Linked DNA regions of Mus musculus: all the other regions are linked to region 4. The links are chromatin contacts, called in public ChIA-PET and Hi-C maps. All regions are on one chromosome and are shown on one strand. The core of a region is the stretch at or near the end of the contact, and the rest is flanking DNA. Distances in the headings are between cores, read along the strand shown.

What was found. Hi-C and Micro-C count contacts between places; a contact is called where the count stands out from the background. ChIA-PET counts read pairs in DNA pulled down with a chosen protein or histone mark.
Region 1: a contact with region 4 is called in a Hi-C map of B cells, with 12 read pairs. The contact joins the enhancer-like site here to the promoter of Pag1 in region 4. A contact is called at or near these places in 1 of 39 promoter capture datasets (pre-B cells), 1 of 484 Hi-C or Micro-C datasets (B cells) and 2 of 115 datasets of contacts at active chromatin or transcription factors (bone marrow-derived macrophages and pancreatic cancer cells).
Region 2: a contact with region 4 is called in an RNA polymerase II ChIA-PET map of memory CD8 T cells, with 12 read pairs. The contact joins the promoter of Tpd52 here to the promoter of Pag1 in region 4. A contact is called at or near these places in 2 of 39 promoter capture datasets (the C10 cell line and pre-B cells) and 5 of 115 datasets of contacts at active chromatin or transcription factors (astrocytes, bone marrow-derived macrophages, large pre-B cells and 2 more).
Region 3: a contact with region 4 is called in an RNA polymerase II ChIA-PET map of memory CD8 T cells, with 33 read pairs. The contact joins the enhancer-like site here to the promoter of Pag1 in region 4. A contact is called at or near these places in 1 of 39 promoter capture datasets (embryonic stem cells), 1 of 484 Hi-C or Micro-C datasets (B cells), 2 of 115 datasets of contacts at active chromatin or transcription factors (effector CD8 T cells and memory CD8 T cells) and 1 of 9 other capture datasets (embryonic stem cells).

What each region holds. Positions count from the first base shown.
Region 1 is chr3:8,981,243-8,984,062 of GRCm38.p6, forward strand. It overlaps a transcript of Tpd52 not described here. Among named protein-coding and RNA genes, the nearest start is that of Tpd52, 19 kb to the left of the region's middle. Within about 2 kb of position 1,494, at least 117 of the 459 cell types and tissues checked have an H3K27ac peak or open chromatin away from gene starts, as enhancers often do. A contact at or near this core is called in B cells and bone marrow-derived macrophages, where this site is marked.
Region 2 is chr3:8,962,871-8,965,653 of GRCm38.p6, forward strand. It overlaps Tpd52 (tumor protein D52), which reads right to left and starts at 1,276. Exons shown (of 6, transcript NM_001025262.2): 1 at 977-1,276. The coding sequence starts at 1,112.
Region 3 is chr3:9,153,014-9,155,967 of GRCm38.p6, forward strand. No RefSeq gene overlaps it. Among named protein-coding and RNA genes, the nearest start is that of Gm41996, 20 kb to the right of the region's middle. Within about 2 kb of position 1,373, at least 158 of the 459 cell types and tissues checked have an H3K27ac peak or open chromatin away from gene starts, as enhancers often do. A contact at or near this core is called in B cells, effector CD8 T cells and memory CD8 T cells, where this site is marked.
Region 4 is chr3:9,831,993-9,835,032 of GRCm38.p6, forward strand. It overlaps Pag1 (phosphoprotein associated with glycosphingolipid microdomains 1), which reads right to left and starts at 1,687. Exons shown (of 9, transcript NM_001195031.1): 1 at 1,219-1,687.

The sequences.
Region 1 (2,820 bases), core at 244-2,743, 850 kb before region 4:
TGCTTTCGTTAGTGTGAAATCAGAGCAACACACACAACTAAGACAGACGGCTAGAGCCCAGAAGTTTGTCATAAGTCTGGACAACACAGCAAGGCCCTTTCTCCAGGATTTTAATTTAAAAACTCACTTACGGTACATCCTTATAATATTCATAAAATATAGAGGTTTTATATCATCATGAAAGTCACATCCATTTACTGGCTGATCTTTCAAGTGAGACACATCACACATGACAGATGTTGCAAACAGATTTAGAACTGGGTGAAGGGATGGTCAGACTCAGGAAGAATGTTCATGTTTCTTCAAATGAAAGCTATCGCCAAGTAAGGTTTTCTTGGTGTTCTATATCGCTCTGTAGAGCATAACACTTCATTCTTTCACAATTATAGCAGAAACAATGCTTAACATCTGTCTTCATTGTCTCAATATCCAAGGCTGTCATTGTACAGTTAGAGCTGAAATCAGAGCTCTAAGACAAAGCAATACGTGAACTGGGAACTGGGAACGTTACACGTGGAGGCCCTACTGAAACTCATCAAGCCAGAACAGGAAGTCACCTCCAGCTGAAGCCGAATGACCTTTCCTGATCACCCCTGTCACTGAAGGCCTGTCTTCCACACCGCAGTCACCTCTCCATGGCAACCAGCAAGCTCAGCAGAGGCCTCCTCACATTAAATATTTATTAGGTCTCAGACCAGGAAGTGACTGGGGAAGGCCAGGCACCACACACAAATCTCAGATCCTTTCTTCAAAACCACGGTTTTTGTTAGATTCCCTGAAACCACATAAGAAAGGTGATGTCCACAAAGAGGATGTCTCCGATCTGTGAGATGGGTATGCACTGAAACTATAGACCTTTTGCATAGCTTTTATGTCCACTTGTTTCAAGGTATTCTGTGTCCATTTTGACCAAACTTAAGAATTATCAAAGTGTCTGGCACACTTCAACTTCCTCAACTCCTGATCCCAGGAAATTAGACCACCAAAAACCTCATAAAGTAAGTTATCTCTATTTTTAAGAATAGTTGTTATCTATATGAGTGTCTTGCCTACATTTCTGTCTGTGTAGCACAAGTGTACCAGGTGCCTGCGGCTGTCAGAAGAGAACATAGCCCCCACCCTTCACTCCCAGACCTGGAGTTACCAATGGATGTTAGCCACCATGTGGGTGCTTCACCAACTGTGCCTCAAGCGAAAGGAAAACCAGACTTGCCAGAAGCCGGAAGGAAGATAAAACCACCATCCTTGTGGCCAAACATGGTGACCTTCTGCTAAGACCCGAAAGGCAAGTAAGTGATTCTTTAAATGCCACATTTGTCACCACAGATGGTGACATGTGCGCACGGGAAGATCATCTGTGTGCTGCAGGGCTGCTGAGGAAGCTGCTCACGTGGACTGACACCTTCCCACAGGTGCTCAGGGGCAGAGCCAGCCTCTTAGACCGGCAGCAGCATCCCTTCCTTCCTGAGGAGCTCTGCAGTTCCCAGGCCCAGGGCATGAGGCAAAGAGGAAGCCCTCACTGACAGACACCTCAGCACTCGCGTAGGGGGAGCGGGCAGCTCTGCACTCAACATCTGCGTGAGGCAAAAGGAAAAGCAATTTTCCCCCTCAAATCAAACTGAAAAGTAATACCTTTTCTTGTGGAATATGTGCCCTGATTGGTTTGTTTGCTTTGTTTTGTTGGGAGAAGAATCTCTTATTTTTAAAATAGCAGCAGCTTTGAGGGGCTGGTTTTAATAATTTAGGCAAAAGGAGGCTGAAAACTGTGTATGAACCTACATTCCATCTCTTCCTTCTCCCTGTCCACGCCCCTCTCCCTCCTCCTCTCTCTGCCTCTCTTCCTCCCCCCCCCCATCCTCTTCACCTCCCTCCCTCACCTCCTCCCTTCTCTTTCCTTCCTAATTTTACCATCCCATGGTTTCTGAAAATTTGGAACTGGTTATTGGTAAAACTAAAAACACAGTGGGCCCTCTATAGCCCACCCATGACTACAGGCCTCCCTACTTCTTGTGGCAGTGCTGCCAAGGCATGGGGGTGGGGAGAACCCCTCAGCAGGACACCGCAGTCAACACTGATCTTGGTCATGGGCATCAGAGTTCGGCATGACGTAGGAAAACTCTGAAGATGCTGAAGATGCTGAAGATGCTGGTGGTGTGTGCCTGAAATCCAGCTCTGAGACATGGACAGAAAGGATGCAGCTAGCTCACAGTGTCCCTCTCTCAGTCCAACTGAAACTGCTACGTTGGTGCATCCCTACAATCCCAGCATTAAGGAGACTGAGGCAGGAGGATCACTAATTGGAGGCCAACCTGAACTACAGAACAACAGACACTCAGCCCTCTATGTATATGACCCACTGCTGCTGAACATAGTTCTTACCAGTCTGCAGTTGTTAGAAAGGAAAACTTTTGAGTATTAAAAAGGGTTTTAAATATGTCAACACACGCACACACACACACACACACACACACACACACTCTCACACGTCAGTAATCCGAAGGCTACTACACACAGTGTGAAAGGTCCAATTGGCGCATTCCAATTCCACTGCACTGAATTAGCTGCGAACTGGAAGGTGAATAAGGCAAACTGCGTATGGTTGGGCATTACCATGTGAGTACCAGGAAGTCAGCGTCTAAACTAAAGTTTCACATGATCATCAATTTCACTTCTGCATATTATCCTTGACAAGCACACTTCATGCAGGAAACTAAACAAAGCACTTGCTTATAATAATTCACACACACACACACACACACACACACAAACCACTGGAAAGAACCAAAATAACTGCAGCCTGACATGAAGTCATAGCACATA
Region 2 (2,783 bases), core at 26-2,525, 870 kb before region 4:
TCACAGGCAAGGGAAGTGTGAAAATGAGAAGAAAAATGCTTTTCCCATGCCCTGTCTCCCACAGACATTACTAACAGCTTCCAACTTCTAGAGGGCAGTGTTAGCCTGAAACTATCAACATATGTGGGTTTCTGAAAATCCAGACTATACCTCAAAGGTGGCTGCTATAACCAAGCACTGAAGCATGCTGTGTTAGCACACACCTGTGCCCTGCAAACGTCCAAACCCCCAGCAGCTTGGATCAGAGGTGCCACAGTCTGTCCTTCACTGTCTTCTAGGTTTCCCAAGCTCTACTGTTTAAAAAGAACAAAACGTAACCAATTCTCCACAGTAAGGAAATAATTAACTTCTTCTGGGAAAGCCAAGTTGCTTCCTTGACTCTGACAGAGGAGTTCATTAAGCCATCTCCTCTTCTTGGCAAGCAATAGGATCCTTCCTGCAAGCTGGGAAGGAGGCTGTCCCCACTTCTGCTGGACCCTATGTGGGGATCAATTCAGACTGTCACAGCCTGGTTTCCGCCTTGTGAACAAATCCGTGTCCCACATGGGAAGAAACAGCTGCTTCCAAAGGTGTGGTGGTTTTTCATTTTCCCTTTTGGAAACTGTGAGGTGTACATAGCTATTTGTCTACATGGCTTTTGGTCTCCCAAGGGAAAACCCAAGCCTATCTTCACCTTGATACTTGTGGTGTTATTGTAGCACACTCACCAGGCCCTTGAGTGTGGTGAACGGTTTTGAATGCCTAAGCATCCTTTACTAAGACACTGCCTAGGCAGATTTTAAAACTGTACCCACTATTTGACCCCAAGACCCTCCGTGTCATTCACCATCACCGCACATCCACAGACCTCTAAGGAGCATAGAAACAGACGGTGCCAACTTTAAAATTCATTGTCCCACTCTAAACAGTTAACAACCAAAAATAACTTCCCATGTTGAAGAACACAGCAGAGGGAACTCACTACACAAATAGTTACCAACGTTCTGTGTAGGTGAACCAGGCGGCGAGGTGTTCCCGCTTGGAGAGAGGTAGAGGTAGTTCTTGTTCACTCCAGAATCAAAATCAAAGGGGGATTGGTAATCATCAGCCAACTCCATATCTCTGCACTCCATGCTAGCTGAAGGCAGCGAGCAAGGCGAGCATGGCGCTGCGGCAGCCTGGGAGCCCCGGGCTGAGGGAGATCCGGCTGACCTGTGCAGCCCAGGTGAGAAGAGGAACCGGGCTTAAAGCCCCGCCCAGCTCCGGCCCAGAGGAACCGGGCTTAAAGCCCCGCCCAGCTCCGGCCCAGAGGAACCGGGCTTAAAGCCCCGCCCAGCTCCGGCCCCGGCGTGGCTCCGGCTCCCACGAGCAGGTCTGTAGTGACTCCTCCCTTAGGAGGGCCCTAGTCACCACCTGTCGCTAATTCACTGAACAAAGAATAACCGGGGCAGAGGGAGTGGCCTTCCCTCTGTACACAAAGGAGGCCCCCCACTCTGGAGCCCCATTCAGTTGTACAAACACTAGACACTAGCAGGAATATTGTTTAAAATACAACTTTTTTAGACCGGTCATCTGACCACATCGTCGGCGGGGCAGACTTAATCTTCTAGGACAAGAGAGGATTATCTGTCAGTAATCTCCCCGAAAATGCCATCTGGGTGATACTTTTCTTGCACCCTATATTATACAGGATTCTGAGAGCTTGGCATCCCGTGTTTAGCAAGCAGCCTTTTAAGCAGAACCTAATACAAAAATAAAGCTAGACCCATCATCCTTTTTTTTTTTTCTAAAGCAGAATCTGAATAACTGTCAAACAATTTTAAACTGACTCTTTGGAAGAATGAGGTTTTCATAGGAAGTAGCTGGAAGGTGCAGGCAGCTCCCACCGCTTCCGGGGTGGGGGGTGGGGGGGCTGAAACTCCCACAGCTGGGGGCAGGGGGTGTTTCAGCTCCTTTGTTTAAGCAAAGTCAGGCATGCCCTCAGGGCTCTACAAAGAACTTGTTTCTTTGGCACACCCTCCAGGCAGAAAGGGAGCTGGCTGGTAAAACTTTACAATCACCAAGTCCACTTCCTCCATCCCAGGCCTCCAGAGACCCTGCTCATGCTCTCTCCATGGCTATTGCTGTGACCCAACAGCGCTTGCAGGCCCTTGGTGGAACTAAGTTAAAAGGAGGAAATAGGTCAAGCCAGGCATGGTGGCTCATGCCATAATCACATTACTCAGAAACCTGAGACAGGGGGATTGCCATGAAGCTAGCTGGGACTTCAATGAGAGACCCCATCTCAAAAACACAAAAACAATACATAATCTCTGGAATCTATTTATAGTCTCTGAAATGTAAGGCCTGAGCTTTCTATTGTGTTGTTTGTGTGGGCTCGAGTTCATGTCAGTAGGAGTCAGAACAGGTTGACAGAATCCCCTAGGACCAACACGCAGTTATGACGCACTATATGAAGTCAGGGAACTGAACCTGGGTCCTCTGTAAGAGCAGTAAACAATCTTAACCCAGGGCCATCTCTCCAGCCCCCAAAAGCAAACCATTTTAATGATGAGCAGAAATTCCAGTGTATGACTAGTCTTCAAAATCTCTAAGATGATCCATATTCATCTCAATTTATGACTGATTCTCGTTTCTGTTCTTTTTAGGTAGTCGTGTGTACTCTAGGGAATGCCTTTGTCTAATTTAAACTTTTTGAGAATTTATTTTTAACAAAAATATTTATAGTTTCCTCCTTAAAGACAACAAGATTTTGGCAGTTACGAATGCTTGCTGTTTAATTGAAACCATGAATTGTCACAAAG
Region 3 (2,954 bases), core at 123-2,622, 680 kb before region 4:
TTGTCACGCCTAGCCAGCAGCACATGCGAGCCCTAGTCAGATGCTGGAAGCATCCCTGTGGGTACTCCTTGCTGTTATAGGAGCATTCCTCATATCTCAATAAGCCCCATGCTTTACTGCTGGCGGTATACATTCCTAACAAAAGGTTGGGGGTGTTTATAGTTTGTTGGAGCTATGTGTCAACAGATTCCTTCCAAACTTCTAAGAAGAGCATTACCTCAAATTATTTTTACCACAAAAAGACCATCTTTAAAAAATGGTCTTCTGGTTGCTGCTGTTTCTGTTTCAAACGGTCAAGTGTAGAAGAGTTTGGTGAGTTTGCAGCTCCTGCTTGCCTGGACTCTTCTCATTCTGGGCCATGCCAACCACGGTCTGGTCCCACCGTGGGACTCAGGACAAATGGACTTACCTGGCACTCTCCTTTTTCAGTCAAGAAGGTTTTGAAATTTATAGCTTAGATGCTCTCAGCCTAGATAGCAACATACCTGCATCTCCCATATTATTTGTATGTCATTTTTAATGTTGTTAGTTTTTCAGGCTTAGATTCCTGGGTCAAATATTTAATAAGTGATCTGGGCTCAAAGGCTGGTTTAATAAGACATTTAAATTGGCCACTGAAAAAGGTGGTTCTGGATCCTTGTGAAAATTGCTAAGCTACAAGCTCAAAAGCCTCTTTATGTCTTCTGAGGTGACTTCCCCAAAGAATGTAAACACAGAAGACTGACTTTGAGGTCAGGAGGTTTCAATGATAAAGGGACTTTTGCTGTCTGATCCCTAAGCTGCATTGCTTGGTGCGGCTTCTCTGCTGAGACATCCTGAGAGTATCAGATGACTCACTCAGGCCTGACTGATTTAACCACACACAGCTCACACAGATCGGCTCCTGCTGTATACTCAGTCGGATGCTTGGATGCCTGCCTGCTCCTGAATTACTTTTTTTCTCTCTCTCCATGCTTGCCCAGGGTATGACATTTTTTCCCCCAGAGACAGGACAACCGGTACTTGGCATAAAAGAAGAATTCCACTTTCCGATGACACAGGGACATGGATATCTCTGGGTGTCAACAAGCAAGTCTTTCTATTTCTCCCTCTCCCATTTCAACAGATCTCATAGTTTCTAAGCATGGGCACGGCACGTAAAGGGTCTGTGCCAATCCATGTTGCCCTTGGTGAGGTAAAGCCTACTTCTACTGGCTTGTTCTGGAGTATAGTGGGTTATGCCCTGGAAAAGGCTGTCACTTCTCTGAGCTGAGATCAAACCCAGGGCCTCACAGGCTCTAAGCCAGCGCTCCACCTCTGAGCTCTGCTCACAGTTCAGTTACCTAGTTTAACTCGATTGTCTCCTACTTCCTGTAATCTGCTCTCTGCTGCAGAAGAGGTGGAAAGAAGAAAAGTGAAACAGAAAGTAAGAGGTGGTGGTGTGGAAAGGGATGCGGGAGGCAGTACTGAAGGCCAGGTACAGTACAGGAGGGTGAAAGGGTCCCGAGCTCCGGCCTTCATGCCCACCCCAAACCCCTCCCAACCATTTTAAGCACAGTGCACAGGCCTGCGCTTATCGATATACAGCCTGAAGCTGTTGTTCTCCATCGGAACTGTTTAAATGTCATCTAGAAGGTTCTGAAGCTGCCTAGTGTAGTACCACGCCCTAACTTTAGTCAGGATGGCTTAATGGGTGAAATGCAGATGGGGCAGCATCTTTACAAACACTTCACCAGGGTCAAGTCCTAGGGGAGCTTCAGGGGTCCTTAAAAGTGGGGACCCCCACTTTGCATCTTCTCCTTGGGAGGCTGGGAAAGTCCTAAAGGCTGTTCAGCAAAGACGAAATCCCCACTTCTGTTTTGTGAAAAGGAAAGAGGAGCTGGGGGTGGTCGCCCTGGGAAGCCCCTAGCTCACAGAATTCTCCTAACCTCTCCACAGTTGCTGCCACTGGGGGCCTCCCAATGGGTGGGAACACTGCTTCTCCTGGCTCCTCAAAGCCTTTCAGGACCTTTGGAGATTTTACAATGGACCTTTTCTCAAGCGAGATTTCAGAGAAGCTGTCCCGTGATTTTCTGATTTGGCATGGATTGAGACCTGTCTGTCCAGCAGTGCGAGGCTTCTGTGGGGTTTGTAGTGCATTTCTTCAGCATAATCATAGTATGGTTTACAAGTGTCATGGGTGCAGACAGAATGCAATCCGCTTTAACACTGCGTTTGCACTGTCAAGGTCTTGGGGCAGTTAGAACCTTTCTAGCAGAGTGCTCTCCTGAAAGCAGGGACATTCAAAAACGCATAGTTGAGTGCACTCTACAGACTGCAAATCACTCTTGAGAGACACAATGTTAATATGGTATAGTTTAGATAAGTTTTTCGATCTAGAACTGATCCCCGTTGAGAAGTGACTCACCTGGGGCTGGGATATAGCTCAGTGATAGACCTGACCTGTAACTGTGTGTGGGCCCTGGGTCCCATTGCTAGAACTCAAAATGAGTGAATAAGTGAATGAATGAATGAATGAATGAATGAATGGAGGAGTGGGGGAAGAAGAATAGATCAACTTTATTTTTTCATTTTAGAAATGTATAGAGAAAATGATGCACGTCTTTAATCCCAGCATTCAGGCGGCAGATGGATCTTTGAGTTCAAGGCCAGTCTGATTCACAGAGTGAATTCTAGGACAGCCAAGGCTACACAGGGAAACCCTACCTTGAACAAAATAAAAACTAAATAAATAAAAAAACAAAAAAACAAAAAACAAAAGTCCCACTGGGTGGTGGCGGCCCATGCCTTTAGTCACAGCACTCAGGGTCTCTGTGAGTTTAGGGCCAGTGTCTACAGATCTTGTTAGGAGTAGCGCTTCACACAGTCACAAAAGCCTACATTGTCTCAGACCCTCGGTGTGTTTAGTGTGTTCTGTTCAAAACAAAACAAAAATCAAACCAATATAGCACCAGCTGTGTGTGTGCTGCTGCATA
Region 4 (3,040 bases), core at 437-2,936:
ATGGTATTTCAAAGAATTCCTTTTACAAATTTAATCAACTCAAGTATTAAACATCAATGGCATTAATCCATTGCTCTGCTTAAAAGGAATCTCTAGGGGCAGCTGAGAATGAAAGGTTAAAGATTTCTACCCTTCAAAGTAGGCCACTGTAGCTACCTATAAATCATGCTCTTTGTTTATTAAGATAATTAAGGCCATCAGTGCACTTCACTTTCAGACTCAACAATTGTCTGGTATGAGCAAATCTCCACTTTTACTAAAACAAAAGGGGATGTGTTCTAAAGAGGGTTCTGTGCATGCTCTCTGTACAATGTATGGTATTTTAAAGCATGATTTATGTATCTAATTCCTTGAACTGCCTTGAAAAAAATACACCAAGTTCTTCCTCCCATGCTCCCTATTAGGAGAAGACAGTCTAATTTAAAGACTGCCCTGTTTCTGACTACGAACCACTATATCATGTCAACGTTTTTATTAAATACGGCTCAAGCTGGACTTGAAAAAAAAAATGGAGTGAGTAGAGGCCCAGATGCAGCCCCTGCAGATGCAAAGGTACCCAGCCAGGAGGCTTACATAAGAGATGCAGGACAACTCAGCCATCCTCGGAATCCTGTTTCTTTGAGACTTGCCCACATTCTTAAAGCATATGAATTAAAACGCATAGAGCACTTTTCTCATTTTCTATGCCTTGGAGCACAAAACACTCATTTGACACATAAGTTGTTTTTCCCTAAAGGGCTAGGCTCCAATTATGGGAGGTTGGCAACTTCTGCCTAAGGGAAGAGTGAAGTGGGATGTGCAGAAAGCCTGCAGGCCCGAGCAGCAATGTCTCAGCTTCTCATCTCTGTGCCAGTCCTCCGAGGGGATGGAGGGGATGTAGGCAGAGCTTCCTAGGATGGAGGTGGCTGACGTCCCTGACCCCACGCGGCGCAAAATCAAGGAGCTCAGAATGTGCAATTTAGCGGCGGGCCAAATGCCCTCGGAGCACCTGTCTCCCCTAGCACATTTCCAGCTGGCACATTCGGGAGAGGCAGGAGCCAGCCCTAGACTCCAGCCTTGAGTCTTCGAATGCCATGCCCCATCCTTTACAGTCCAGTACGCCTTCCTCCAGCCGCAGCCCCGCTAACGGGAGGTAAAACCTCGGCCTGGAACCACAGGAATAAAACGAACCTGTCCTTCCCACGCTGCCCGAAACTTCAGAAACTACAGTCAACTTACTGGTTCGCAGAGGTCTTCTGGGGCTCCAGAGCTCTAAAAAGCGCTGCAACTCCGCTGCTCGCAGCCGGGCTGGCCCGCGGTGGGCAGTGGTAGCGGGCGCAGGACCCTCCTGATCCTCGTCGCCTCGGTTCTGCCGTGCCGGGGGAGGTGCGCTCTCCCGGGCGCACCGGGCGGCCGCAGAGACTCGGACTGCACCGGGAACCCGAGCAAACGCCGTCGTGGCCGCCAGCCCTTGAGAGCTGTGCTCGGAGCTCCGGGTGCGTGTCTCCCTCTCTGAGGGAATGCGACACCACGGAGTCCCCGCACGAGAGGCTCCAGAGCGCTGCAGAGTCACCAGTCCGCCCCGGAGGAGCAGTCACAGCACCCGCGCGCCGGGCGGGAACCGCAGTCCGCACTGGCCGCCGCGCCGCGGAGAATGACAGCGCCGAGGCGGAGCAGCGCGCGGGACTCAGTGCGCATGTTCGCGACTGCTGCGGCACGTCACGGGGGCGGTGCCAACGGGCGGGGTTGGGCGGAGCGAGAAGGGTGGGGCGGGGTCGGGGGGGGGGTTGCTGCGAGGCTAATGTGGCTGCCAGCTGCAGGGCAAGGAGCTGGAGCTTCGCAAAATCAGGGCTGGTGACCAAAAACTCTGTGACTGAGGTTGTCTCCTTAGCCCATTGTCCCTTAAGAAGCAGTCTATGGGGAACTGCCTTAGGGTCCCAGGACAGCCTGCAAAGGTCAAGTTTAACCCAGATGGTTGCTTAACCTTCAAGGACTGCAATTTGCAGGACACCTTTCACTTTGATCTGATGCAGAGTAAGAACTTGAGGAGCTTGTAGGAGCCCTTTGTCCTGGCTGGACTCCAAAGTAAACACAGGAGACTCTGAGAGGTGGGGCCCAGGTATGTAGGTTGTAAATAGCCTTGCCCAAAGCTCCCCAAGAGAATGTGCTGGTTGTATGGTAATACAACACTTGCCTACGCACATTCAGAAGGTCTGGAGGATGGGGAATCCCTATTCCAATAGGGTCCAAGACTATTCCAGGGCTGCAAGCCTCCCACACCCTGTTCTTCCTTGCCACTTACGAGGACAGAGACCCCAGAGCAGCTACTGGCGTGTGGGTCTGCCTGAGAATCAGGTGAAAATGCTTTTAACTTGGAATTTCCAAGGCGTATCCACTATGGTTCGGGTTCACCCACTGGGCACTGGGGGAGGGAGTGGGAGGGGAGATTGTGTGGGGGAGTGGGGTGGGGTGGGGAGGACTCGAATATTGCCTGGAACAAGCTGCAGATAAATCTGACAAGGGTTTTGTTGGCCTTGAATTTTAACTTATTAAACAAGCAACCCGGAAATGGGGATAGACAGTGTGGAAACAAATAACCAGTCCAGATGTGACACTCAGGACTTCTGAGCCAAGTCCACTGAACTCTAAACCAAACAGTTATTTGTCTGACAAGTTCATTTGTTTTCTCTAATGGGGAAGAACAGGCACGAGTGATATTAAACATACACACATTCACTCAGGTAGTGTGAAGTTGGCTGGATAAAAACGGCTCATTAGGAGCAAAGGGGTGGGAATAGGGAGTTGAGTAAAGGAGAAAGGAATGTTAATACGTTGCAGAGGAGGATGTGTAGGAGATATTAAACTCAGTCTTCAGCTTGGAAAGGTACTTTGAGAATAAGGATGCAGGATCCAACTTGGCTGGATTTAGAGGACGGTGAGAGGTTCGTTGGTTTGAGAACTTATAAAGGTCTGGATTTCACCACCAGGCTGTACTAGTGACTTTTCTCATTGCTGTGACAAAATGTTTGGCAACAGCAGCGACTCAGGGAATGAAGGCTTT